Regions from separate parts of the Mus musculus genome. Here regions 1, 3, 4, 5, 6 and 7 are each linked to region 2. A link is a contact called in public promoter capture Hi-C data. All regions are on one chromosome and are shown on one strand. The core of a region is the stretch at or near the end of the contact, and the rest is flanking DNA. Distances in the headings are between cores, read along the strand shown.

Evidence for each region. Promoter capture Hi-C pulls out the DNA fragments that hold promoters and counts their contacts.
Region 1: a promoter capture Hi-C map of pre-B cells shows a contact between it and region 2. The contact joins the promoter of Tbl1x here to the promoter of Vbp1 in region 2. A contact is called at or near these places in 3 of 39 promoter capture datasets (cranial neural crest, embryonic stem cells and pre-B cells) and 1 of 115 datasets of contacts at active chromatin or transcription factors (embryonic stem cells).
Region 3: a contact with region 2 is called in a promoter capture Hi-C map of erythroid cells, with 24 times the contacts expected there. The contact joins the promoter of Mecp2 here to the promoter of Vbp1 in region 2. A contact is called at or near these places in 3 of 39 promoter capture datasets (cranial neural crest, erythroid cells and pre-B cells).
Region 4: a promoter capture Hi-C map of erythroid cells shows a contact between it and region 2, with 50 times the contacts expected there. The contact joins the promoter of Idh3g here to the promoter of Vbp1 in region 2. A contact is called at or near these places in 3 of 39 promoter capture datasets (cranial neural crest, erythroid cells and pre-B cells).
Region 5: a contact with region 2 is called in a promoter capture Hi-C map of pre-B cells, with 6 times the contacts expected there. The contact joins the promoter of Hcfc1 here to the promoter of Vbp1 in region 2. A contact is called at or near these places in 2 of 39 promoter capture datasets (erythroid cells and pre-B cells).
Region 6: a promoter capture Hi-C map of erythroid cells shows a contact between it and region 2, with 43 times the contacts expected there. The contact joins the promoter of Flna here to the promoter of Vbp1 in region 2. A contact is called at or near these places in 3 of 39 promoter capture datasets (cranial neural crest, erythroid cells and pre-B cells).
Region 7: a contact with region 2 is called in a promoter capture Hi-C map of pre-B cells, with 5 times the contacts expected there. The contact joins the promoter of Irak1 here to the promoter of Vbp1 in region 2. A contact is called at or near these places in 2 of 39 promoter capture datasets (the C10 cell line and pre-B cells).

The regions. Positions count from the first base shown.
Region 1 is chrX:77,509,237-77,512,781 of GRCm38.p6, forward strand. It overlaps Tbl1x (transducin (beta)-like 1 X-linked), which reads left to right and starts at 1,991. Exons shown (of 16, transcript NM_020601.2): 1 at 1,991-2,033.
Region 2 is chrX:75,512,837-75,516,336 of GRCm38.p6, forward strand. Vbp1 (von Hippel-Lindau binding protein 1) reads left to right here and starts at 1,461. Exons shown (of 6, transcript NM_011692.2): 1 at 1,461-1,592. The coding sequence starts at 1,503.
Region 3 is chrX:74,084,271-74,087,791 of GRCm38.p6, forward strand. It overlaps Mecp2 (methyl CpG binding protein 2), which reads right to left and starts at 1,420. Exons shown (of 4, transcript NM_010788.4): 1 at 1,240-1,420.
Region 4 is chrX:73,785,646-73,789,253 of GRCm38.p6, forward strand. It overlaps Idh3g (isocitrate dehydrogenase 3 (NAD+), gamma), which reads right to left and starts at 1,252. Exons shown (of 13, transcript NM_008323.1): 1 at 1,130-1,252. The coding sequence starts at 1,210. It overlaps Ssr4 (signal sequence receptor, delta), which reads left to right and starts at 1,378. Exons shown (of 6, transcript NM_001166480.2): 1 at 1,378-1,661; 2 at 3,190-3,308. The coding sequence starts at 1,595.
Region 5 is chrX:73,965,072-73,968,764 of GRCm38.p6, forward strand. Hcfc1 (host cell factor C1) reads right to left here and starts at 1,286. Exons shown (of 26, transcript NM_008224.4): 1 at 740-1,286. The coding sequence starts at 932.
Region 6 is chrX:74,244,946-74,248,373 of GRCm38.p6, forward strand. It overlaps Flna (filamin, alpha), which reads right to left and starts at 1,589. Exons shown (of 46, transcript NM_010227.3): 1 at 1,119-1,589. The coding sequence starts at 1,491.
Region 7 is chrX:74,022,426-74,026,049 of GRCm38.p6, forward strand. Irak1 (interleukin-1 receptor-associated kinase 1) reads right to left here and starts at 1,496. Exons shown (of 15, transcript NM_001177973.1): 1 at 1,185-1,496; 2 at 941-1,108; 3 at 641-772; 4 at 424-527; 5 at 48-239. The coding sequence starts at 1,320. It overlaps Mir5132 (microRNA 5132), which reads right to left and starts at 1,173; the gene lies at 1,103-1,173. Mir718 (microRNA 718) reads right to left here and starts at 1,511; the gene lies at 1,424-1,511.

The DNA.
Region 1 (3,545 bases), core at 741-3,240, 2.0 Mb after region 2:
GGCGACCGGGTAAAGCCTGAAGCTGTAATGATGTCAACTTGTTATTTACTTTCCAAATCTGAATGACTGAGCAAGGCGAAAGGAGAATCAATCAACCACAATGTGACCCTACAGGCGGAAAAAACGCAGCGCTACCACCAGCATGCAGTGGGGGAAGGGAAGCACGTGTAAACTGGGCCAGGGTTGCATCACGAGCAGGCTCAGGTTTTCGATTGCACCCTTCATAATACCTCAGCATCAGTCTGCACAAGCTCAGGAGCCCAAGAGCTAAGAAGGGCAGGCTCAAGGGAGCCCTACCAAGTCCTTTGGGGGTGGGGGTGCTTGAATGGCAGCTGATAGCTAATAAGCCTGTGTACTGCTGATTCACAATTATGGAGACTGTGTAAGTGTGGATTTTTTATTGATGCGCTCTAATAACTGTGTACCAACAGTCGTTTGACATATTTGACGTTTCGTAGAAATATTTTGCAAGGTAAATTTGAGGTCCGCCTTTTTGATGGAGAACCGGCCCCTTAAAAACTCGCCCCAGGTTCTCCCCTCCACCCCCAACTACCAGAGCAACAAATGCCTAGTGTTCAAGGAAGGAGCAAGTGAGGTTAGGGTTTAAATTGCGGAGTGTTACTGGGCGCTTAGCACCGAGCTCATTAGAAGCCTAAGGGAGGGGCAAATTGATTTTAAAAATACTCAGCAAGGCAGACACCAAAGGTGCTGAGGAGGAGGGCCGAATATTTATTTAATTGAATTAAAGGCGGGAGTATGGGGGGAAATCGTCACCGATGTGGAAGAGAGGAAGCGCCAGGGCTGGGCCTTACCAGCCTTGGCAACAGAAAACACTTTGCCAGCGCCTGCGGTTTCAGGCCTGGGGGTGGGGATTTACAGATTTGAGGGCCCCAGTACCCTAACATAGTCCTCCATAGTCCCAGCTTATTTGTGCCTTAGTCTTGTGTTAAAGCGTCTCCCCTATGCATTTCTGACTATTGGCCGAGAGGTGTTTTGCAAAGGTCATGGCTGCGCCCGAGTCCTCAATTTTTGCGGTGGGCGTAAAGGCAACTGGGGAGGGGGATGCTTTATGTCGTTAATTTTGAAGAAGATGCGCTTGGAGATGGTGTTACACGAGAACCTTCTAGGCTAGCTGGGCGGCTTCATCTTTTGAGGTGGGGGAGGGTAACACTTTCAGTGGCTTGGGTTACCATTCCCTCTTTAAATCTTCAGGGTGGCCCTTGTTCCCATCCCCCCTCCTCCCGAGCCACCTTGGCGTGAGGGGTGTGGGATTGAGTATCCGTGTAGGGGCCCTGTTCCCCCCTCATTCCTCTCTGAGCCTGGTAGGGGCCTGGTTGGGGCCCAGAGGGCAATGCTCAGGCTTCCCTCCTCCACCTTGGGCTTGGGGCGGGGAGAGGTGGGGGTGGGGAGGCTTTAGGGTGAAGAACTGTGCCGAGATGTAAGTCTTTTCCCTGCCCCCGGGGGGCTGGGTCTGGACTTGGTCCGGGGAAGGGCGGGCCTGGCGTCCTAGCCCTTACTGGGGGGAGGGGCTGCCGCGTGGGGACGCTGCCCCCCCAAGGAGCTCGGGGAGGGGCCGGCGGGCACGCGGTGGGGGAGGGCAGGGCTGTAGAGAGCCTCTTCCAGGTGTCTGGGGAGGGCGGCGCGCTGTCGACCCTCTTGGCACGTCTCCCAGCCTGGGTAGGCTTGCTCGCGTCCGCTCCCAGCGGAGGTCACTGGCCGTGTCGGTCCCTCCCGCCGTCCCGCCCTCTCCCGCCGCCGCCGCTCCCAGCCCAGCCCCCCCCAGTCTCGACGCTCGGGAGCGACAAGCCGCCAGCGCCCCCGCCCCGCCGCCGCTGCAGCGCCCTCCGGCCGCCATTCGCCACCGAAACTTTCCAGCGCTAGCTCTTCTCGTGGACTAGGTGGCGGGCCAGGGGTAGCGCGCGGCTGCTCCGGGGCGCTTGGCCCTCGTCGGCCTCCGCGCGGCCCGGGGTTGGTGACGGTGGACCCGCCAGTACGCTGAGTGCGCGGCCACAAGTTGCACGGCTCGCGGCGAGGTGAGTACACGCCGGGCAGGGGCTCAAACTTCTCGGGCCGAGGGGCGCGGTGGTGACCCCAATCGCGGGCCCTGAAGCTTCAGGAGGGGCAAGTTCCCGTGTGCCCCCCCAACCCCAGGTTGGGCGCGCTCCCTGCACGCCGAACAATACCTCTGGGGCGGCCGCTCCCCGAAGTGGCCGCGCGCGCGGGGGGCGGGAAAGGCCTGGGTGCGCCTTTGTTTTGGGGAGAGGGAAAGGCAAGTTTAGGGACGCTCTGCAGTTCGTCCCAGCATCTCTTTGTCTGAGGCTCCAGAGGGGGTTGGCTGGGCTGACCCGCGTCGCCCTGGGACTTGGGGGCCGCGCGGGATCCCCTTGTGGGGGAGGGGAGCCTCATTCATCCTCGAGGCGCGGGCCGGCGCTCCCGGAACACGGTGGACGCGCGGCGGCGCGCGGGGGATAGTGGCTGGCCCGTTTGTGATCAGTTTCCGAGGCGCAAACTGTCAGGGAAGTCCGGGAGCCCCCTCCCCATACCTACTCCCAGGCCTGGTCTCGGGGACCAGGGTGTGTGTGGGGGGGTGACAACGACGGAGGGCGGCTCCTCTGGCTAGGTGAGGGAGAGGGACCGCCCAGTACGGCCTGGGGAGGGTGTAAACCTGTTGCTTTGGGGCTGGGGAGGGGTTCTCCAGATCTGCACTCACCCACATCCTCGTCTTAGGAATTTCCCTTACGTAGAGAAGGGTGCTGGGAGCAGGAGTTTATGTAGGAGGGGTGCGCCTTTGAACGTCGGTGATCTTCGGGTTTTGTGACAACTTTAGGAGGAGACTACAGGCCCGCTGGTGCTGGATGGGGCCTGGGCTTCACGTGCGTGACCAGTGAGCAATCAGGAGCTTGGGGCTTTTTTTTTTCCCTCTCTCTCTCTTTTTTTCTTTTTCTTTTTTTTTTTCCCCCAGCGTCTGGCGTTCTCAGAGGCCTCCGCACTGTAAATTCCGCAGTTAGGGTCGGCTTGTTTCTTTCTGACCAAGTGTTGTGGGGCAAAACCTAAAACAGCTCCCCTCCCCCTAACCAAAACCTAAGCCATACTGCTAGTGCAAGTGTTTGTTTCTGTTCTGCTTTGGTGTGTGTGCCTTGACCTGACTAGTGTTTTTCTCTGAGCTAGTCCCTGGTTTAACTTAAAAGAGGACACAAGAATACAGGAGGAGGAGTGAGTGCTTTGTCCTACTCCCCCCCCCCCCCAGTCTTGGTTTAGGGTAGCAAATAGGTCTTGGTGAGCCTATGAAATTTACCATTGGTCATTTCTAAAGACACATATCAAGGTATGAAATAGTGTTGAGTGTAGATGGCACTTTTATTTTTAAAGGGATTTCGTGTCCAAGTGTGCTGCAGATTATTTTCATGGCACCACCCACCAGTGTAATTAGTACAACGATGAAAGTCGAAGTTCACTTGATCCACTTATTAAAATGGCCCCCTAAAGCTTTTCAAGCCTTTAATCACACACACACCTGTAGGACAGGCATGGGTGATTTGGGGTGT
Region 2 (3,500 bases), core at 211-2,710:
CAAAGGCTTCCCAAGTTGTATAAATCTCATCTCAACTTTATCATGTATTTATTTTTGCTATTTTTCCCACCCTAACTTTTTCCCTCTTAACTCCTGCCCACTCCCTCTTGGATTCATGGTCCCTTCTTGTATGATTATTACTGTATCTTATATAAACTTATAACTGAGTACATTTAATGTTGTTCATATGTACATGTACTTGGGGCTGACCATTTAAGATTTGGCAACCTATCAGGGGGGCTTGTCTCTGGAGAAAATTGATTCTCCCTCCCTCAGCAGCCATTGACTGATTGTAGTTCATCATCTAGTGTAGGGCTGTGTGAAATTTCCCTCATTCCCATTAACGTGTATGCTGCTGGGGTCATTATGTAGGACTTGGCTAGGCAACCATATTGTTGAGATTTCATGGCTATAGTTTCCCTGCCATGTTGTTCTGGCTGGTTTTATGTGTCAACTTGACACAGCTGGAGTTACCACAGAGAAAGGAGCTTCAGTTGAGGAAATGCCTCCATGAGATCCAACTGTAAGGCATTTTCCCAATTAGTGATCAAGAGGGAAAGGCCCCTTGTGGGTGGGACCATCTCTGGGCTGGTAGTCTTGGGTTCTATAAGAGAGCAGGCTGAGCAAGCCAGGTAAGGCAAGCCAGTAAAGAACATCCCTCCATGGCCTCTGCATCAGCTCCTGCTTCCTGCCCTGCTTGAGTTCCAGTCCTGAGTTCCTTTGGTGATGAACAGCAGTATGGAATCGTAAGCTGAATAAACCATTTTTTCCCCAACTGCTTCTTGGTCATGATGTTTGTGCAGGAATAGAAACCCTGACTAAGACAAATTGATACTGGCTTGCTTTGTTTTATAAGCTACTTTTGCTTTTATTTGCAAACAGGGTCTCCTGCAGTGATTATGCATATCTGGTTTATTGATAGATTTGCTTTTTAAAGAGTTGTTGTGGAGGACAAAACTCTGGGAAGTCTTTGGATCTAAGAATTTAAGCACAGCTCTTGGCATTTTTTTCACATAAACTATAAACATATCGAAAGTTTTGACCTGGAAGCCGACAAGTATCTCACTGAAGGTGGCTTGTGAGAAAGATTGGTGTATTTCTTATGAGTCCAGGGCATACACACTCAGAATGAAGTTCACTGGTCTGCAAAAGGGAATTGGGATTGCCTCAGAAGCCACTCTGGAGTGTAGTCTCTTGATATCTTCAGGTGCAGGTGGGGCTGCGGTTTGGCATGGTCTGAATTCCCAGGGCTTTATCCTTGCCCATTCCTTAGATCTCTGAGATTAAGCATTAGAATAAGCATTAGCCTTCTGGCTTTTCCAACACATCCTTTCTAAGCTTGTCAGTCACATGCGTGTAGCCAATCACCACCCACGACGTAAGCACCAATGAATACGCAGATTCGCAGGGAGAGAGGCGGGTCTGAAGTGCAAACGATCCAATCACTGACGCCAACGATCGATGCCTCAGAAGGTAGTTATTTGCTCTGGTGCTTTCTGAAGATGGCGGCGGCTAAGGACGGATGCGGCCTAGAAACTGCTGCTGGAAACGGGCGGCGGCTCCACTTAGGGATTCCTGAAGCAGTGTTTGTGGTAAGAAACTCTTTCTCAGCGTCTTAATCTGATATTGGAGATTGCTTTCCAGTCACTTCCCAGGTCTGGGTCGTTGGGAGGAACAGAGCTAAAGGGTCCCGGAAGGGAATGTCTGGCCTTTTGCCTCTTCCTGCATCTTGGCTTTTTAGGCCTGGCGGGCGATAGCTTTGAAGAAAGGTAGTCCAACCCCGGCCCAGAAGAGGGAGCAGGGAGGAGAACTGGGTAGCTGGAGACGGATGCGAGGCGGATTGGGGCGTGGCGTCCCTTGAAACTGACCAGTTGCTGCCTGTTGTCGCCTAAAGAAAAACAAAAAACAGCAGCAACGGTTATTGAGCTCAAGACCGCAGTGATGCCGGAGATGTAGATGGGTGGACATTTAGCACAGAGAGCAGGCAGAGCAGCTGTTTGTAGGGTGTGGGTACTGAGTGGCACCCAGTCAGCTTGAGCACGGCCGTGGTCCGTTTCCTTGGGAATGGAAGCAGACTGCTGAGAAAAGTAAACGTTAGCACAAACGTTAAGTCCATGTGTTCTTGCTTTTAAGAATTGAGGCTTATGTAATGGGCAACCGGCTGTTATTAGGTTTTTGAAACCATTTTATATTTGCTTTTAGTAATACTATTTAAGCAGTTTGTAGACAACAAATTTTATGCAGTTGTGAAGATTGTGGGAAATGCAATTGGAAGGTTTCATGTAACAGGACCGACCCAAGTTAAATATTTGTACTGAAGCATATAAAATCTTAGTCAAAATTTCCTTGATTCTTTTTTGGTATGTACCAAAAATTATATATATTCTGTCTTATTGCTAACATTCTTCAAAAGACCCTTTTTTTCTTTTACTTAAATCACATTTTATATTGTATATTTTAATGTGCTGGTGGAATAAATTTTTATGTGTATTCTCAATGTTCTGTGCTTTTAAAAATATTTTTCAAGTGATCTTTACATGAAGTAATATTTTCTGAGGTTCAGAAATTTTCTTAGAAAATTTGCAAAACTTTATGAGGGAGTTACTGTTGTTCAAATTTTGTAGATGTAGTTGATGAAACCCAGAAATAGAGGTATCCAGAAGTAGCATTTGAGCAGTCAGGAGAGCTTTAGAACCTCTTTGGTCATGCTCTGCTACTTAGAGGTGAGGAAATTTTGTGTTATTTCTCCTGATCCTATTATAATGCCTGATATATAAGGATGTAAATATATAAATTTCCATTCTGTCTTAAATATAACCCGATAGCAGTAACTTCAGAAATGGAATTAATGAATACAAACTTTATCTGAGGGATTTACCGTAAAATAAACTTTTATTTATTTATTTTATTTATTTATTTTTTTGAGACAGCCCAGGTTGGCTTAGAACTCACTGTTTGGATTAGGATGGCCTCAAATTCATAGTGCCTGTCCTGCTTCTGCTTTCCAAGTTTGTAGGTTAAAGACAGACACTGTGACAACTGGCTGTAAAATTTTATGGTTAAATTTTATACCAACACGATGTAATAAGCAGTCCAAACTTTATATAATTATCTTGATGTTCCAAAACTAATGGAAGTGGCATGATATTTTAACAACATAAAATTCTATGTCTGAGAGTATTTGAATCCTACCCAACTTCCATCTTGCTGCTTAGTCTTGAGTTTCTATGGGTGACAATATTTATGGACTTATTTTGAAAAATAAAATATGTATTCAATTGAATTAAATCAGTAAGAAAAATGATAACTTTGGCACACAATTTGCTCAATTCTTTAGTGACTAGGGCACATGAGTAGGCAGTGTGCTTCATTGCTAGCAATTTTCATATTTATTACTAGAGCCACATGAGAAATGTATAAAGCAGGCAAGTTCATGTGTCTTACATTAAAAACAGAAAAATAAAGAATAAATTACCTACATAATGTATGTAAACTGTCCG
Region 3 (3,521 bases), core at 170-2,669, 1.4 Mb before region 2:
ACATACAAGGAACCAGCATAGAGGTATCCCCTAACAAGCTTTGCCCTTCAGGGGTCCATACTGAACAATGTCATACCAGGGTCTCTCTTGTGAGAGGGAATCTTTTTTAGACTCCATGATGACTTTAAACCTTTAGTGCAAAACCTCAGAAACATTGCCACTGCCACATAAAAGTCACCTGTGTTTTATTTTCAGTGATTCAGCCATAACCAAACTAAAAAGAGAATGAACTTTCAAAGATAAGTGACAGGAGTCACAGCGATGCGATGATCTCGCCCCATTTGGTACTGGCGATCCTGAGCGCTCCAGGACGAAGAGAGCCCGTTACATACAACGTCCCATTCCACTTATGTAACTGGATGATCGCTGGCGAAGGGAGGGGAGGGAGGGTGGGAAGACGCTCATATTCCGAAGCCACAGCACAGCATCCCCAAAGAACCAGAGCACCCTGCGGGCATGGTCTCACGGAAGAGCTTCGAGTGCTGAGGAACGCACAGTCCCTTGCCCACGGTTCCTGATGAGAACTACAACCATCTCTTTATGATGAGTTGTGGGACCTAGGAACATAATGTCTAGTCCTTTTTGTGGGTGGACAATAACCCTCAACTTGTTCCTGCCAAGTGGGGAATGGAGCTGATGGACCGACTCGCTTGCAGTGGGGGCAAAAAGTCACGGAATGGGAGAGGAGGAGGAGGGAGCAAAACCCAGAGATGGGGGTAAGAGCTCAGGAGCCCTTGTGGCGCACTCTCCCAACGGGAGATGGACTGCGCACGCGCGCCAGTCTGTGTGTGTGAGGGGGGAGCAAGTAACGGGAGTGGGGGCGCGCGAGGGAGAAGGGGACAGCGCGATCCAGGGAGAGGCCGGGACCGCGGGCGCGCGACAGTGCCGAGGCCCAAAGCCCCAAGAAGGGCAGGAGCGCGCGCAGCCCCAACTGGCGAAGCCCAGACGACAAGGGCGCTTGCACAGCTGGGGCCTAGGATGCGCACAGATGGGGCGGGCAGCGGGAGGGCGTCATTCGAAGGTGGCTCCAGGGAGATCGCGCTGAGAACCGTCGCTCGCGATTGCGGGAGACGAGTGGAGAAAGCCACCACCGGCGGCAGAGGGAGGGGGAGGGTAGAGAGGAGGGACGCCATCCGCCAGCCGTGTCGCCCGACCCCGCGGGCCCCTCCCGCGCCACGTCCCGCCCCTACCCGCCCCCCAGCAAGGGTCCCCGCCCGCGGCCTTGGCGGTCCCACTCACAGTCTCTCCTCCTCGCCTCCTCCTCCTCCTCCGCTCGGCGCGGCGGCGGCGGCGGCGGTGGCGGCAGCGGCGGCCATTTTCCGGACGGGTTTTACCACAGCCCTCTCTCCGAGAGGAGGGAGCGCGCGCGCAACCGATGCCGGGACCCCGCACGGCAGACGTCGCGCCCCGCCCTCCCGACCAGCCTGTGTGCTGCTGCACCTGCGCGCCCGCGCCCCACCCCTTGCTCTTTGTCGAGATTACCCTTCATTGGTTGTGGAGCCCAGGCTGGGGCGGAGCCTTAGCGGTGACGCCCTCAATTGGCAGGAGTTCCTGTCTGTTTAGGCAGGGAAAAGAGGCGGACCCCATTCAGCTGCGGATTGGTGGAGTTCTACTGTCACTTGGAAAAAAGAGGCGGCTAGGGCACAGAGGGGCTGGTTTTGTGGGCAGCATTTGAATGTTGAGGATTAACTGGGCCCTTGTGGACTCTGGCGCTTAAGGAAGTCTAGGCTCTTGGCGCCTATTAGAGCCTCCCTGCTGAGTAGTTCACCATTGTGATAAGCATTTGACTTCACCAGCATTTCTTTATTATCATTTTCTGTAGAAGTAGCAAAGTTGCCTGTTGAGGAGCCTGGCGTTGTTCCAAGCCAAGGGACTTGTTTTAAAGGGTCTACTGATTGTATTATTACACTAAATTAGCAGATGTCGCACTCTTAAGGCTGACAGTAAAATCAACATATCAAACCTTGGTCTTTGCAGACGTTTATAATGGGCAGATGGTGTGTGCCAAGCCCATAAGAGATCGGTCTGTCATTGTTGAATCAGATGGTTTGATGGAAGTACGTATAAAAGGGAGTGAGGCCAGAGGGAGCATTGTCAAAGCAGCCTTACCCTGATACCAGTCAGCATCCAATGCTCTTTGTGCTAAACAAATGCTCAACAAGAGACTTTCTTTCTTTGTTTGTTTTTTAAACACTATGCAACAAGAGACTTTCTGATTCAAATTTGGCTCCCCTCTCTATTCATTTATTTGCTAGGCACTGTTTTAGTACTGAACAAGGAGACAAACTAGACTCCTGGTAAGGAAGAGTCATACTAAACATACAAGAAAGTAGAACTTAAAATTTTGCACAGAGATAAAGACTTTGAAATAGATAGGGCAAGGACAAAAGAAGTGCTATTATGATACCCTCTAGCTTTTGCCCTCATGTCGTCTCCCAATATGGGTAATTGGGGAAAACATTCTAGGCAAGTTTAAACACTCTAAGGAAGGACTATGCCTGCCTTACTAAGGAGGCCAGTGTGACTGGAGAGAGACCTAGGCCACCAAAAGAACTAGGAGATTATTTTGAGATGAGAAGCCCTTGATAAATATTTGAGTCACTAGCTGTCACCATAAAACCTATGTTGCCAGTGAAGAATGAAGAACTGGCTGGTCCAGAGGTCCTGGCAGCAGTTGAAGAAAGATAGATGATGAAGGCTTTAACCAGGACAGTAGCAGTTGAAATCTGATAAGTTGTGATAGTTAAGATTTATGTTAAAAATTGAGCCAAAAGTATTGGATATCAGATGGAAAGAAAGAAAAAAAATAAGGATGATGGCTGACTTTGGGACAGGATCACCTAAGTGAATATCTTACTACAGTGGGGGAAATCTAGAGGATTTCCCATATGGCCATTCTAAACCATTTGTAATTCTAGTCTCAGGGAATCCTGTGCCCTCTTCTGACCACAGTGAGCACCAGGCAAAACACTTATACACATAAAATACTAAGATAGAAATGTAAAAAACAAGTGGGTAAGAGTGGTAGTGTGTGTGTGTGTGTGTGTGTGTGTGTGTGTGTATGTTGGGGTGTGAGAATACAGGTATTTGCATATACAGAGAATAGGATCTGAACTTGGGTCCTCTGCAAGAGCAACAAGCCATCTCTCCAGCCACACCTTCAGGCTGAGTTTTATTCCACGAATGCAAGGATGGTTTAAAATTAGAAATCAATTATAATTTTAAGAACAGATCATGTGAGTATCCCAATACATGCAGGAAAAAGCATTTAATAAAATTCAATACCTACATATGATTTTAAAAACACCTTAAAGAACTATAATTAGAATGTCCTTAATCTGATCAAAATGTCTATAAAGCTGTAGAGGAAACATGATATTTAATTGAGAACAAAGCAAGAAACAGCAAGATCTACAGTGCAATATCATTCACAAAAATAAAGTACATCATTTTCCTACCTTGTGAAATTTTGGGAAGAAAATCTTAAGTTCCTTAAATTAGATAAAAGAGATTTAAATGAC
Region 4 (3,608 bases), core at 2-2,501, 1.7 Mb before region 2:
CCAGAAGTCCCTATTTTAAATAGAATTTCATGTAGCATATGTAGCTCCCTTCCCCAAACAAAACAAGACAAAACAAAAAAGCCCCCAAGACCCCAACAACAACAACAACAAAAAACCCCATGGCATTCTGGAAGGTCAGAGTCAGCAAATGCTTTGAGAACATAAAGTCCTCTCTCCTCACTGGAACCCAGAGAGAAAAGAGAGCTGGCCTAATGCCATATTCTAGGTCAGTGGAAGAGCAAGGCCTAGAGGTCATAGCTCTTATTCCCCAGAGCTAGTTGTTGGTTTTCTGGTGCTAAGCAGTGCTACCCAGGAGCTAAACCAGCTAACCAAGACTCCAAAGAAAGAACCAGGAAAGCAAAGCCCTAGAAGCTTCCAGTCTTAGAACCCTGGTTCACTCTCATTACAGGGGTTTGGGCTTGTTTGTTGGCCTTTTGGTTAGAATCAAGTATCTAGGTGCTTGGTAGGCGGAAGATCTGGAGGGATCAAGGATTATGGATAGCCAGATGGCGGCGGTGCATGCCTTTAATTAATCCCAGCACTTGGGAGACAGAGGCAGGAGGATTTCTGAATTCAAGGCCAGCCTGGTCTACAGTGTGAGTTCCAGGCTACAGAGAGAAACCGCGTGTTCGACGAGACAGAGAGAAACCGGGAGAGGGAACGCGGGGACACAGCGAGAGACACACAGCGAGAGAGATACTGATAAAGTCTGATTTTCCACCTCCACTAGGGCAAAGCAGTCTAAGAGAGGGAAAACCAAGGAGGAACTGAGTCCAGAAACAGGCTTAGATGGTACATGCAAGGTGGGCCAGGACACGTGGCCTCTTCAAAAGGGCTTCCACAAGGACACTACGGAGGGGACACCTAGCTACTGCGGTCTACCTTCCCAACCCTTCCGGAGGAAGGCACAGAGGAGCCAGATCAGAGTCAATTTCGGCCAACCGCCTCACGGACAGCAGAAGCAACCAGTGAACCCCAGAGTGCAGCCCTCTCCCCGCCCCTCCTATGGCTCGCACAGCCAATCGAATTCCGTGTTTGCTCAAAGAGCCGTTACCCGACTCCGGGTCTCAATTGGGTGTTAAGTCCCTCTGTAAGCCTGCAAATGTCCCACCGCCCATTCACCACTCACCTCCCAAGGACGGCAGAGGAGAGTTGGCTTGAGCATTGCCTTTGCAGCACCGCCAGCAGCTATCGCCACCTTCAGCGCCATGACGAAAAGTGAGGACCTCTACAGGTCAAAACATTAAGCACCGTTCTCGCGACAGTTGGGGACAGCGAGAAATCCGGGGTATGGGTTGAGAAAACGCTAGCATTACGCACGCGCACAGTCACACCGGTTCTTACGCCCCCTTCCGGTGCCTAGAGCACTGTTCCGCCATCTTGGGGAGGGGAAGGCTGAGAAGGAGGGAAGTGCGACCGGTTGGGACCCTGGCTAGGGAAGCGGACACGTCAGTGCCGCCAGCGACGTCACCATGCCCGACCCAGCCCGCCGACGCACGATTGGGTGCTGAGGCCGCTTACGCGTCGCGCTTCCTCGTCTGCTCCGCATGTCCAGGGTGGCTTGCTCTCTTTTCCCCTCGGAAGAGAAGAGGCGATGGCGGCGATGGCATCTTTCGGCGCCCTGGCACTACTCCTGCTGTCTGGCCTATCTTGCTGCTCAGGTAGCGGCCTGGCCGGAGCTTGTTTCGGGGCGCGCCCCTGCTGTTGGCAGGTGGTGCTGGGGGGAGGAAGGGTGTGCGCGAGGTGGGGATCTGGCCCTTCCCGGGGCTCGTCGCTACTGACGGGATCTTCCCCCGATGGGTGTTGTGTCGTGGCGACCAAAGCACCACACACACGTTTACCCGACAGCCAGGTTGCTTCCTTGTCTGCTTTTGGGAGAACCCCCAAAGCAGTACCATGCTCCGACCACCAGCTCCAGCAGGGAAGGTGATATGTATGTCCCTGGTTCCTGTGTCAAAAGGTAGTCGCACAAGAGCAGTGCTGGCAGCTACGAACCAATGCTGCATAGGCCAGGCTTCCCCAAGAGAAACCTAAGAGAGGGAGGCAGATCAGAGTAAGGGCACTAGGCGAGTTAGATAGGGAACCGATGAAGTGAGCAAGGGCTTTTAGTGCCCAGAGCCTCGACTTTTTGTGACGCCTTGGTATATCCCACCCCAAAGTTCATAGCAAAATTGAACCGTGCACAGACCCGTTGATATTTGTGAGACATCTGTAACGTGGTAGTGGGGCTGAGCTCAATCTGGAGTGCCGGCATGTGTTTTGAAAGATGTTAGCACCTCAGACCTGAGAGCCTGAACTAAGGACGATTTGGTTTCTGTACATACAGGTAGCCTCTGGCCATCCCTTCTACCCACCCCTCAGAGAATCCTTCAGTCTGTTGCTAGCAGTGTCTTAAAAAGACAAACCTGGCTGTAACATCTATTAGGGGTTCCATAGTGTCTACAGGGAAAGGCCCAGCTGAGCAGGTCACAGAAGGGTTGGTGGAATATGGCCTTGAGAGCCATTCCCAGGCATTTTCCTCCTGCCATTTATGCCGGTACAAGGTCTTCTCTAGCTTAATCGGTCATTCTTTCAAGACATCACATTTGGAGAAGAGTTGGATGAAAACTTTTCCTCAGGGGTGTTTAGTTTACAGGGGCAGGTTTGGTGTTTGGGCCCAGAATTTACTTCTCTCAGGAAACACTAGAACCAGTCTTGACATTCTGTCACCTGGATGGGTCTAGAGACCCTTATCTTGAAAGTCCCTGTGTGTTAACAACACCCCATTTAGTGTCTGCAGAATGCTTTCAGTAGGCTATTGAAGAAGCTCTGAATTGAGGCTGCCTTGACCTACTGGGCTTCTGGGGTACTTTAGGAGCAGGTGAGCTGCTTTGTGGCCTCCCTATCATAGATTCAGATACTAATTTCATCAGCCTCCTGCCTGCCTCAAACATGGCTGTTGCTTCCATGTTGTTGCATCCAGACTCACCTCTGCAGAGCTTTCCCTACCTCACTCTGGCCTGGCTCATCAGCCCTCACTGGCCCCTTCCACTCTACTTTTGACTGAGTACTAGGATCCATCTCCCAGACCCCACTTTCTGTCAGGAATAGAAGAGTATGTGTATCCTCAGCTCACCAAGTCTGAGAGGTGGAGCCAGGGTAAGCCCTTTTGCCTGGAACACACAAATTGGCTTTGCCTCCTCTCCACAGCAGAGGCCTGCCTGGAACCACAGATCACCCCTTCTTACTATACAACTTCAGATGCCGTCATTTCTACAGAGACTGTATTCATCGTGGAGATTTCACTGACCTGCAAGAACAGGGTCCAGGTGAGACAGTAGGGACTCAGCAGAGAGGGTGCAGGGGAAGAGATGAGGGTGGCAGACTCATTCACTGGCAGTTGACAGTGACCTGAGGATCCTATCAACAGGGAGAATAAGGATTCCAATTCACAGGGTGCAGGAGAGATGAGGGCACAGCGAGGCCAGATCCTAGCAAGTACTTCAAGAGCATTTTCCTGACCTGCTTGGTATGCTTTGCCTCCATGCAGTAATGTGGGTAGACACCCCACTGTTTCCTGGATGAATGTCTGGAATGGGAGAAAGAACTAGGGTCAGGCCCCTCTATCT
Region 5 (3,693 bases), core at 36-2,535, 1.5 Mb before region 2:
CTCTCTCTCTCTCTCTCACACACACACACACACACACACACACACACACACACACAAAAGACACACTGAGCCCTCCAGTCTGCTATGGGGGGCGGGGTGGGGGAACTCAATTGTTAAGGCACCAGATTAGGAAAAGAAATAATTTGAAGGAAAAAAAAACTACAAAAATTCACAACTGGTACAATACCCCCATGTGTGTGTAGGGGGGGGCAGTATAGTCATCATGCCATTCGTATTTGCCACGAGGGTCTCATTAGTCTGTTAAAAGCCTGCACCTTAAAGAATGCTTCCCTCTTTTTTTCTGGGTGTAGAGAACGGATCTGTGATCTAAATATTATCTTTTCTCCCGAACGAGCATGGGCGCTGGAGATGAGGACTATCGCAGGAGGGGGGAGGATTCCGCCTGCGCCAAGAGAACACATCCGCTGCCGCGCCAGCCCCAGCCCACTGGGTAACGGTGTACGTCTGAAGTCACTGTCGCCCGCGACATCCCCTCCCCCTCACCAGTCGGAGTAGAGGGTTTCTCTAAGTACCGAAATGCAACCTTTAAACACAGAAGAGTACGGGGGTGTAAGAACGGGGGTTGAAAAATCAGGGAGAAAGCAAAGATGGCAATAAGTGCAAAGAGAGAAGGAAAACACATCAGGGGAGTGAGATAGGAAAAGAGAAGATAGGGAAAAGAAGGGTTAGGAGAGAGATGGAGGGAAGACTTTGAGAAACCCAGGGCGGTAGCACTTACCAGTGTTGTACACGTGTAGTTCGTCCACTATCCCCTCGTTGCCGCCGCCAAACACCACTATAAGCTCCTTGATAGCCACTGCACGGTGGCCGTGGCGGGGTCGGGGCACGGGACCCGACCAGCCCACCACCCGTTTCCAGCGGGGCTGCAGAAGCACCGCTGGCAAGTTTGCGGGAGACACAGCCGAAGCCATAGTTCCGGTTAAGGATGCAGTGGGAAGAGGTCACTGAATGGGAGGATACCCTTAATTCTTCACACACCCCCTTTCGTCTAAGGCAGCTCTCACGAAGAAGCGGCTCCTTACACAGCGGTGGACGACTCCATGGAGGCCGCCATCTTAACTATCCTCCTTCCTTTGGCTCTTCCCCCCCTTCTCACTCAGCTCGTATCCTTAAAAGCTTCTCAGAACTGCAGAGCACCTATTCCCGAGAAGCTGGAGGCCACTGAGCGCCGTCGCTCTAACTATTTGCCTGGGTGTTCCCGCTTAGAACCTCGAGCAGGAGGCTCTGGGAGCCGCCATCTTGAGCCGCCTCTCTCTCCTCCCTTCCTCAGTCGTAGCCCTCCCCCGCCGGAAATGGCGGAGCCCCGGCCCGGTTCCCACACCCCCCGTCCCCAGCACTGGCTGGCTTCCGGGGCGGGTGGAAAAGAGCCACAAATGCCGCGGTTGTCTCAACTTCGCCGACAGTCAGACCACAATTGTGGAAGCCGCCATCTTGAAACCGTCCTGCTTCCCCACCCAGCACTTAGTACAACCACCGATCGCAGAACCCCAACGTTCCTAAGTAATAAAGGCGTGTCAGAGGCTGGCGGAACGGGCTCCAACTCTCAGTTGCTGCTCGAAGCCCCGACCCGTATGGCTCGAGAGGTTTTGCACCTCTCCCTTGAGTCCGCCTCTGCTATTCAGGCTGTGGCGGCCGCCCTGGGAGCCGCCATCTTGAGACTAGCTTCTCTTCCCCCCCCCACCCCACCTATCCTCTTCTTCCTGGACAGTTCTTCCACAGCAAACCAAACGCAAGGCAGCGTCCAATCCTCGCTTCCCTCCTTAAGACTCCTTCCCACAGGAGCCGCTCGAAAGAGCAGGAGTTAAGACCCGAAGTGACAATTGTACGGCAGAAGAAGCGGTAACGGCAGGGCGATCATGCCTCCTCCCTGGGAGCCGCCATCTTGTGTGAAGAAGTAACAACTAAACATGGCGGCTATCGGGCGAGGGGGCGGGGTCAGAAGACGTCACCTTTCCCCCTCCTCCCCGCCTTCGCACGTCTTTGACTCTGGTCTCAAGCCTCTTAAAGGACCCAAAGCTCATAAAGAATTAAAAGCTTCTTTAAAAACCAGTGCGTTGTCTATTTGCGGGCGAGTTGGTGCTCTGTGCAGTAAGCTAGAGACAGTAGAGTTCAGGTCAGGTGCAGTAGTGCCCCGCCCTGCACTCCCCCCCACCAGGGCTCTTCCACGCCTCCACTCTGGGAGTCGCCATCTTGCCACTTCCCCACGCCCGGTCGTCTGCGGGCGTCAATAGCGAGTTTCAGCACAAAACAAAGATGGCCGCGGCATCTAGGGATGCCCGGATGAAAATCTAACTCCGTTCAGTCGCTTGGCCACGCCCCCTGGGAACTGTCTCCCAGGTCGCTGATGGGACACAAACCAGAGAAATGGCCTTTAACTAGCAGTGGCGGCATGACACATGGTAGTTAAGGGTGGCAAAGAATACTGCGATTGCACCCTTTGCTGAGAAGCATCTCTTTTCCCGCTCCGAACACTCTGCGACACTTAGAACCCAGCTACAGCGGGTAGCTGCAGGCGGGGCCAGAGCGGAAGGTGACGCCATGAGCTCACAGGGGCGGAGCTGCTGCCCGCTCCCAGGAGCGCCAGCAACACCCCGAGGCGTCTCCACATCCGCCCGCGCCTCCCGAAGGACTCGGCCACGCGCTCTGAATTGCAGCGCACCAGGCTACCCGCAGCCAGCGGCCCTGGGAGGCTACCGGCACCGGAGCAAAGCCAGCGCGGGAGCAGTCTGCGCCACTCGCGTCACCCGCCCCGCCTTCTTCCCAGGGCTTCTCGCCCCACCTTTGCGCAGGCGTACAACATCTTTATGGGTCCGCCCTTTTTTGAGATTTGAATTTTCCCCAGCAAAGGCAGAGAAGTAAAAATCCCCGGATGGTGAACGCTGTTTTTTTTCGCGCCAATATTGTAAGCTCACACAACAACCTTGAAAAAGGAGCGTTATCGTCTTCATGTCTACGTTCCAAGTCTCCAAGGAGGCCATTTAGACACAGCACTGTCATCACTGTCATAGGCAGGTTGTAGCACAGAGGTCCTAAACTGATGTCCCAGAGCACACACTAAAAGCAGATTATTTCTCCACACTAACCTTTCTTTATTCCATCCTTATTTTAACTACTAGTGGAATTTTGACATTTCCTATAGTTGAAAATGTAGGAAGCAGAACAAGGAGTATCAGAAACACCTGTGACTTTGTCATCAAAGGATATGTACAGATCACTATAGGTCCTGTAGCTGCTTTGTACAGATCTAGAAATTAAATTACAAGCTCTACTGGCAGCCTGAATAACTTTAATGTTGCTGTATTGAACCTGCTGTAGATCTTATAATTTGATATCAATATCATGTGCAAATTACCATATCATACTGTAAACAATATGTAATAATCTTCTTTTCATGTATTAAGTTTATTTAGTATTCTCAGCTTTAGTTTATCCAATTGCAAATATTCATTTAGTAAAGGCCAGAGATGAGCCCCTGTTTATATTGTTGCACCATTAAGAGCTGGTGACCTTGGCCAGTCTCTTTTATAATCCAAACACTTTCCTGTAAAATAAAGGATCTGAGCTGCTGGTCTTCCAGGGGCTTAACTGAATTCAGCATGTTTTGTTCTCAAAATCAGAAGCTACCAATTAGTTCCTCTGGGGGCTGGGGGCTTATAGGTGGCTATGGTTATC
Region 6 (3,428 bases), core at 339-2,838, 1.3 Mb before region 2:
AGACTTAGAAATGACTCAGCTGGCTAGACTGAGGCTGGGACTAGGGGTGAGTTTTCATACATCCACTGGCACACCTCTATGAGCATTTAAAAAAAAAAAAAAACTCAGCACTTAAAATCTGCTCTCTGAAGGGCCTTGGTCCCTCGCTGTTTTAACTAGCATGTACCATTCCAAAGTTGTAAGGATAATAGAAAACCCTTTGTATTATGGAGTAAAGGTCCACTCTTCTACTCTCCCTGTTCCACATTCCCAAGATAACAATTCTGGTGCCTGTCCATGAGCAGCCCCTACTTTGAGAAAAGCATGGGATCCTGCAAGAGACAATACCAATGCCAACCTCTCCAGTTCAAAGACTTGGGAACTGGACTAGCAGTAAACCCTGTGCACATTGGAGCACCTTTCAACCAATCTCTGCATTCTAGATGTACAAAACCAAGGTTTACAATGAAACAAGAATTTGATCCATGATAGACAGCAAAGCTAACAACCAAGTGCTCGTGCCTTTAGTCAACCACACTCATTACACCTGGAGTACAGTTTTGCCAGCAGTATATCTCTTTGCCCCCCTCCAAGTTCAGCAAAAAAAGAAAGAAAGAAAGAAAGAAACTGGGGATTTGAACTATCTCCAATGGGGAAGCATGTTCCAGGGCAAGAAGTTGAGGGAGTCCTACATAAATAGGAGAACAAGCTACAACCTTCACTTTAGAACTGCAGAGGCAGCCAAATGCTAGAAGGGTACTTTTAAAATTGTTGTAGGTGGAAAGCATGGGTATCCCAGGGATGGGGTGCGGCTCTCAGAGGCAGAAGCCTAGTCTGTGCCTGTCCCACCTCGGGTGCAGCGTTGGGGGCGCGGCCTACAGAGGATGTGAGCTCAGCCTGGGAGCAGGCCAGCAAGGCGCTGCGGGCGGGGGCGCGTAGCGGTTCGCATGCTCGCCAGGCCAGCCTTTTGTTCTCGAGGACCTCAAAGAACAAGGCGGCTAAGGGGCCTAGTGGTAGCCTTGGTTGTGTGCAGCAGCTAGGGAAGACAACTAGGAGAGACTCTAGAGGAGAAGAAAGGAAGAATTTGTTGCGACCACGCCCGCACCCACTCAGCGCCCCAGTGTAGCCCGTGCCCTCACCTATGGACACGAGCTTGATGCTCTCACGGTCCAGGAATTCAAGCGCCACCGACACATTTTCGAGCTGCATCTGGCGGAAAGTGGGTCTTTGGTTGTGCTTGCGGTGCATTTTCTTCTGGCTGAGTACCTCGAGCAGCGCGATGAGCCGCAACCCATCGCTCAGGTCCGTCTGCAGATTGGCGATGCGCTTGCTTACGCACTTAAGGTGCTCATTGCACCAGCGGGTGAATGTGTTCTGCTGAATTTTCTTCCACGGTGCATCTTCTGCTAGGTCTTTTTCGGTAGCCGGCATCTCCGCGTCCCGTGAATCGATACTGCCTCCCGGAGACGCAACCGCCGCACTCTGGCCACAGCGGGAGTGAGAGCTACTCATTTTGAGGCGCGAGGAACGGAGGGGCGGTGCTGCAGCTTCGCCGATGGGACGGCCCTTTAATTAAAGCAGTAGGCACCTCCGAGCATGAACGACGAGGCACAGAACAGAGGTTGCACTGCGGAAAGAGCGAGCCCTTTAAATGTATGCGAAAGGCGGAGCCAGAGGCAAAGTTTCCTTGGGGGCGGAGCCTCTGGGTGGGGCTTCTGGGCCGCGCCCGCCCCACCTCGCCCCTCCCGTTGGAATGCCCCACAACGCCCCCCGCCCCCATCCCCCGAAGCTGCCTCTGCACTCCGCCAAAAGCAACTCAGCCCCGCTGCTTCAGAAAGGGTCTTTGAGCCCCAAAGAGCACAAAAAGGTCTGGCAACATCCGCTACAGTACTACAGGAAACGGACCCCAGATCTAGGAACGCTTGAGCAATTCTGTCACAGAATTGCTCAGCTCCAGCAGGCACACCCTTACAAGGGACTTTCTTTCCCCAAGGTCCCTGCAGAAGGCGGAGCGAATAATGTCCCGGTATCACTTGGGCTCCGCCCTGACCCTGTACCCTCTTCTACATTCTCTATTCTTCCCGAGCTTAGGGTTCTCAGCCACAGTGTGATCCACAGCAGAGTAAAGCAATCCTGTGAGCGAACCCTTCCAGAGCGCCTAACGCTGCTGAGAGCTCTTTGTATGCTGTCAGACAGGGCTCTCATCACCTAACATAGACACCCACAGAGCCCTGGCACTCCCTACCCATCTCCTTTGGTCTTCCCAGTCTCCATGACCCTGGCCTGCACACCTGCACAGGCCCATTCCCACCGTCGTCTTCTCTACTGCCTAGTTCCATCCGCGAGGAAATGGGGCCAGCACTGGGCCAAGTGGCCACCAGCACTACAGGATCAAGCAGCTTTCCAAAGGTCCAGGGTATGCCAATGCACACAATCAGAGGGCGCCTGCCTGCCTGCCTGCCTGCCTGCCCTGTGATGCATGTAGATCTGTACACCTTGTACCTGCCATACTCACTGTTCTACCTTGGGCCCTGAGGAATTCTGGGGGGAGAGGTCTTCTCTGGCTGAACAGTCCCAAGCCTTGCTGTGACCCTAGAGATGTGGAGGGGCTCAGGGAGAGGGTCCCAGATTACTGAAGAAAGGAGAGTCACCAGACATCAAGGCTTGCTAAGGAGCCTGAGTGTGTTCCCTAAGTAGTGTGAAGCTACTCACTAAAAGTTAATTTAATGATAGATATTCTCTGGAGATAGTGATGAGGATGCTGTGCTGGGACAGAAAGGAGCGAAGATACAGAAAAAGAAAACTGTAGGGGATACTCCCAACCATCCTCTTTAGTTAAGGGGATTCATCTTACCTATGTCTTTCCCGTGGTAGACTTTTCCATCTACTTACTCTGTACTTCAAGCCTCTCCAGAATGTTAAATTGTTTTTCCAGAAAGACAGGCTTCTGTCCCTACTTCTCAATTCTAAGACCAGTGGCCGCCGGGGCTGGAGAGATGGCTCTGTGGTTAAGAGCAGTGGCTGCTCTTTCAGAGGACCCAGATTCAATTCCCAGCACCCATATGAAAGCTTACAACTGTCTGTAACTCTAGCTCCAGGGAATATGACACCTTCACACAGACATGAATGCAGGCAAAATTATGCACATAAAATTAATTAGATAGATAGATAGATAGATAGATAGATAGATAGATAAAGACCAGTGGCTGAAAGAGGCCTTGGGTTGACCAACATGTCATGCCCAAATATGGTTGACTCTCCCACAGCCTGGAGTGTCTTCATTGCCTGTGGTAGGGCTATGATAGGGCTTTGATCACAATGGGCAGAACCTTTCAGCATAGTCATCTTGAGATTGTCTATGATATCGCCAGTCAAATAACATTTTCAGTACAGAATCCCTCCCCCCCATTCTACCTCCAGTCACCTGCATAAATATCTGCACCAAGTGA
Region 7 (3,624 bases), core at 246-2,745, 1.5 Mb before region 2:
GGACTGATAGATTGTCTTCCAGGTGTCTACCCCAATGTTACACCTACCTCCTTCAGTCTCTTCACAGCATATGTAGTATTTCTCATGACTGCTCGGTACACACATCCAAAACCACCCTCTCCAATCCTGAGTTCTTCAGAGAAGTTGCAGGTGCCTTGGGAAATCTCACAGAAGGGCCAGCAAAACGGGGAGGGATGGGCTCTTTGGAGGCCAGACACTGGGCTCTCTGGGCTTGACTGCTGGAAGAGACCATGGACCAGGCGAGGACCCTATCTATTCCCTTTGGTCCAGGTTGAAAGCTCCCTTCAACACTAGTTGTCTCTCAGATGACCTGGCTGTGCTGATTTGGGCTCTGTGGTACACCAAAGGTTAAGTTTCTTCCTCTTTGTCTGGAAAATTCCCTGGGGGTTAAGAGACACCTACCTTGGTGGAGGAAGGGGCTGAAGATGGTAGTGGTGGCCCGAGGGAAACAGGGAGTGGAACCTGGAGGAGCTCTGACTCAGAATGGGTCTGGGAGCCTGGAAAAGCTTCATAAAGATGGCAGTGAGAGGCAGAGACCAGCAGCAGTCTACAGCCATGTCAGCAGTCATGGTGGCCTTTTCCTCAGGCATATCAAGCCCAACACCCGGGTTCTTTTTACCTGGGGAGAGGAAGGTGGAGGCAGAGGACTGCAATTTCCGGGGGCTCCAGTCCCCGGCCTCAGAGCCTGCAGAGATGCTGCTGGGCCTTGGGGCAGCGGTGCTTGGGGGCACAACGGGGGCAGGAGGGTGCCCTGGGATAACAAGGAAGGAAAGGAGGGTTGTGACTCAGAGCTCTCTATCTCTAAGTGAAGGGGTGGGGGGGGGGGAGTTCCCATATGGTTCCCTGTCTCAGGAAACTCTGTACCCGTCACCCCTCTTGGGTTCCCATCCCTAGGGTCCCTGGGGCTATGCTCGCTCACAGGCTGTGATGATGTCCCTCGCACGCAGCAGCTGCAGGTGCGTGAGGATGTGAACGAGGTCAGCTACGCGCGCGTTGCGGTTGATCCAGGGCCACAGAACACTGGCTGTGCGCTGCTCGGAGCGCTCGCACAGCCGCAGCTCTGTCTGGTCGCGCACGATCAAGGCCGCTGCGGGATGGGGAACATCAGGCTTCAGCTCCAGAAGCCTGAGTCCACCACCCCACGCCGGCCTGCCGTCACCCACCGAACTGGCACCAGTCGGCGGGCTCCAGGGCGTCCATCACTTTGTAGAAGCGGCACATAACCCAGGGTGGCACCTCGTACAAGAAGTGCTGGGCGCCTGGAACCACAGGCTCCCCGGGGCCCGGCCCCCCGGCCATGGCCGCCGCCGCCGCCCCCGGGCCGAGGCCTCTCGGGGCCTCGGCGGGCGCGGGCCTTAGCGGGCCGGGTCCGCGGACACTGACTCACTTCCCCTTCAGGCCGGCCTCGTGCGACACCCGGCCGGGCGGAAGAGGCGGCGCTCGACCCGCCGCCATCTTGCCCTCCGCGGCCTTCCGCCACACGGGGGCGTCCCGCGCCGCCCTTGACGCGGGGAAGGAGCTCTGCTACGTAGGAGGGAGTCCCTAATGGGAGAACCGAGGTCTGTGGTCCTACACAAACATCTGAATAGGGCTGAACAGGATGAAGAATGACTTCCAGTTCTAGAGACAAAGGGCACGATGTTTTTACACGATGTTCTACAAAGGCAGTTTATGCCAAGCCTGGTGAAAGTCACGGAGAGGCTACCCTCGCTTTAGTTGGGGAGCAGTTTGAGAGCCAGCCAAATTGTTGGTCAGTCAGGGTTAAATATGGGTAACAAAATGGCCCTCTGGCAGACTGTAGTCATTTGGTGATAAGGATGGATGCCCTGAGAATGGTCTGGAAGAGTGTATACCATGCTACTGCTTGTGTGCTAGATCTCCATGCCCCCACCACGCCCCCAGGAACCTTCCAGCAGCTGGGCCAGCAAGTGTTAGATCACAGAATCTGCCTGTGCAGGATTCTAATTAGCTTTCCAACTAACACATTTATGTCTCTTAACATACACATGGTGTTCGGCTCTAAATGTCCCTTTCCTTTTTCTGTCACACTTTTATCTTAGTTTGCACTTCTCTCCATAAGGATAGTAGGGTCTAGCAGCTTCTCCTACCCCTTTCTAGAGTAGTTGTTGGTGATACCACCTGTTGTGACCTTTAGCCACATGAATGAGTGTCTCTTGCCTATTCCTCTACTGTTCTCCATTCAGGGTTTTCTTTGGCCTTTTTGGTCACTATGACACACATCTCAGCGCACACTACTTTCTCATTATGCTCTCTGAAGTCCTCTTCATATGAGTGCACTACTCTTAGCATTAGCCATTGCCACTCACCTGCACAGACTGTATGGCTTGGATAGTGCTCCCTGCTCAGGTGGTCTTCCTCAAGTACAAATCACTAAAGCCCAGCTCTTTAAAAGAGCTGTTAGGAAGATGGCATAGCCAGCCTCTGTCCACCCACCTGAACTTATATACACCAACAGCCTTAAGCCAGATAGAACTCTTTAGATGTTGGGCTTGGTGGTACACCCCTTTAATTCCTGCACCCAGAAAACAAAGGCAAGTGAATCTCTGTGAATTTGAGGTTAGCATGGTTTAAGTTCCAGGTCAGCCAGGGATACAAAGTGCAACCCTACCTCAGATCAAGACCAAACCTGAAAAAAACAAACAAACAAAAAACAAAACAAACAAAAAACCCAAACCCTGTTTAGTAGGTGTCCTGAAAAGAACTTATTCTGTTCTGAAATTGAGTTTGCATATACACCCCTGCTGTAGCCATTCCTGATAAGATTGAACATAAACAGCTGTGGGGAAAACTTCCTAAACCCAGCTCCTCTCTTGAACACACCTTGAGCTTGCTGGAGTTCTGTACCTCTAAACTTTTCTCACTTCTCACTGCCCAGGGATGATCCACAGGCAGCAACTTGGTATTCCTTGTTTGGCCAGCTGAAAGCATGCTTGTAAAGCGGCAGCTTTCTTCTCCTGACCAGTTTCCCCAACAAACACTTTTTGTCATATCAATCCTAACTACAAAGGGTTCTCTCTCACTAGCCTGACCTCTAAGGAACTTATAGTATGTCTTCAGAAAGGTCTACACAAGATCCATGGCTGGCTCCCACTGGGGCCTCTTCTTTGAAGCCACAGTAATTGTGGCCACTCTCAAGATGAGGTCAAACTAGATGTGGTGGTGCATACCTGTAATCCCAGAACTCTAGAATCAGAGGTAGGAAGATAACTAAAATTTCAAGGGCAGCTTGGTTTACAATGCATAGTTCCAGGTCAGCCAGAGCTACACAGTGAGACCTTATTATAAAACAAAGCTTGGCATGGTGGCTCATATCTGTAATTCCAGCACTTGGGAGGCTGAGGCAGATCACCCTACATACTCAGTTCCAGGCCAGCCTAGAGTAGAAGTTGGACCCTGACTAAAACCAAAACAACCCAAGAGGTTAACCATATGCTGAGCTTCCAGTGGTTTCTCATGGGTCAGTCTATATTAAGATGTGCCAACTCCATTATCCAAAATTATCATGTGTATATATGTTAAACTCTATGGGCAGGGATTTGGTCCTTTTTATGGACGGGGGACTCTCAGTGTCTGGTACACACC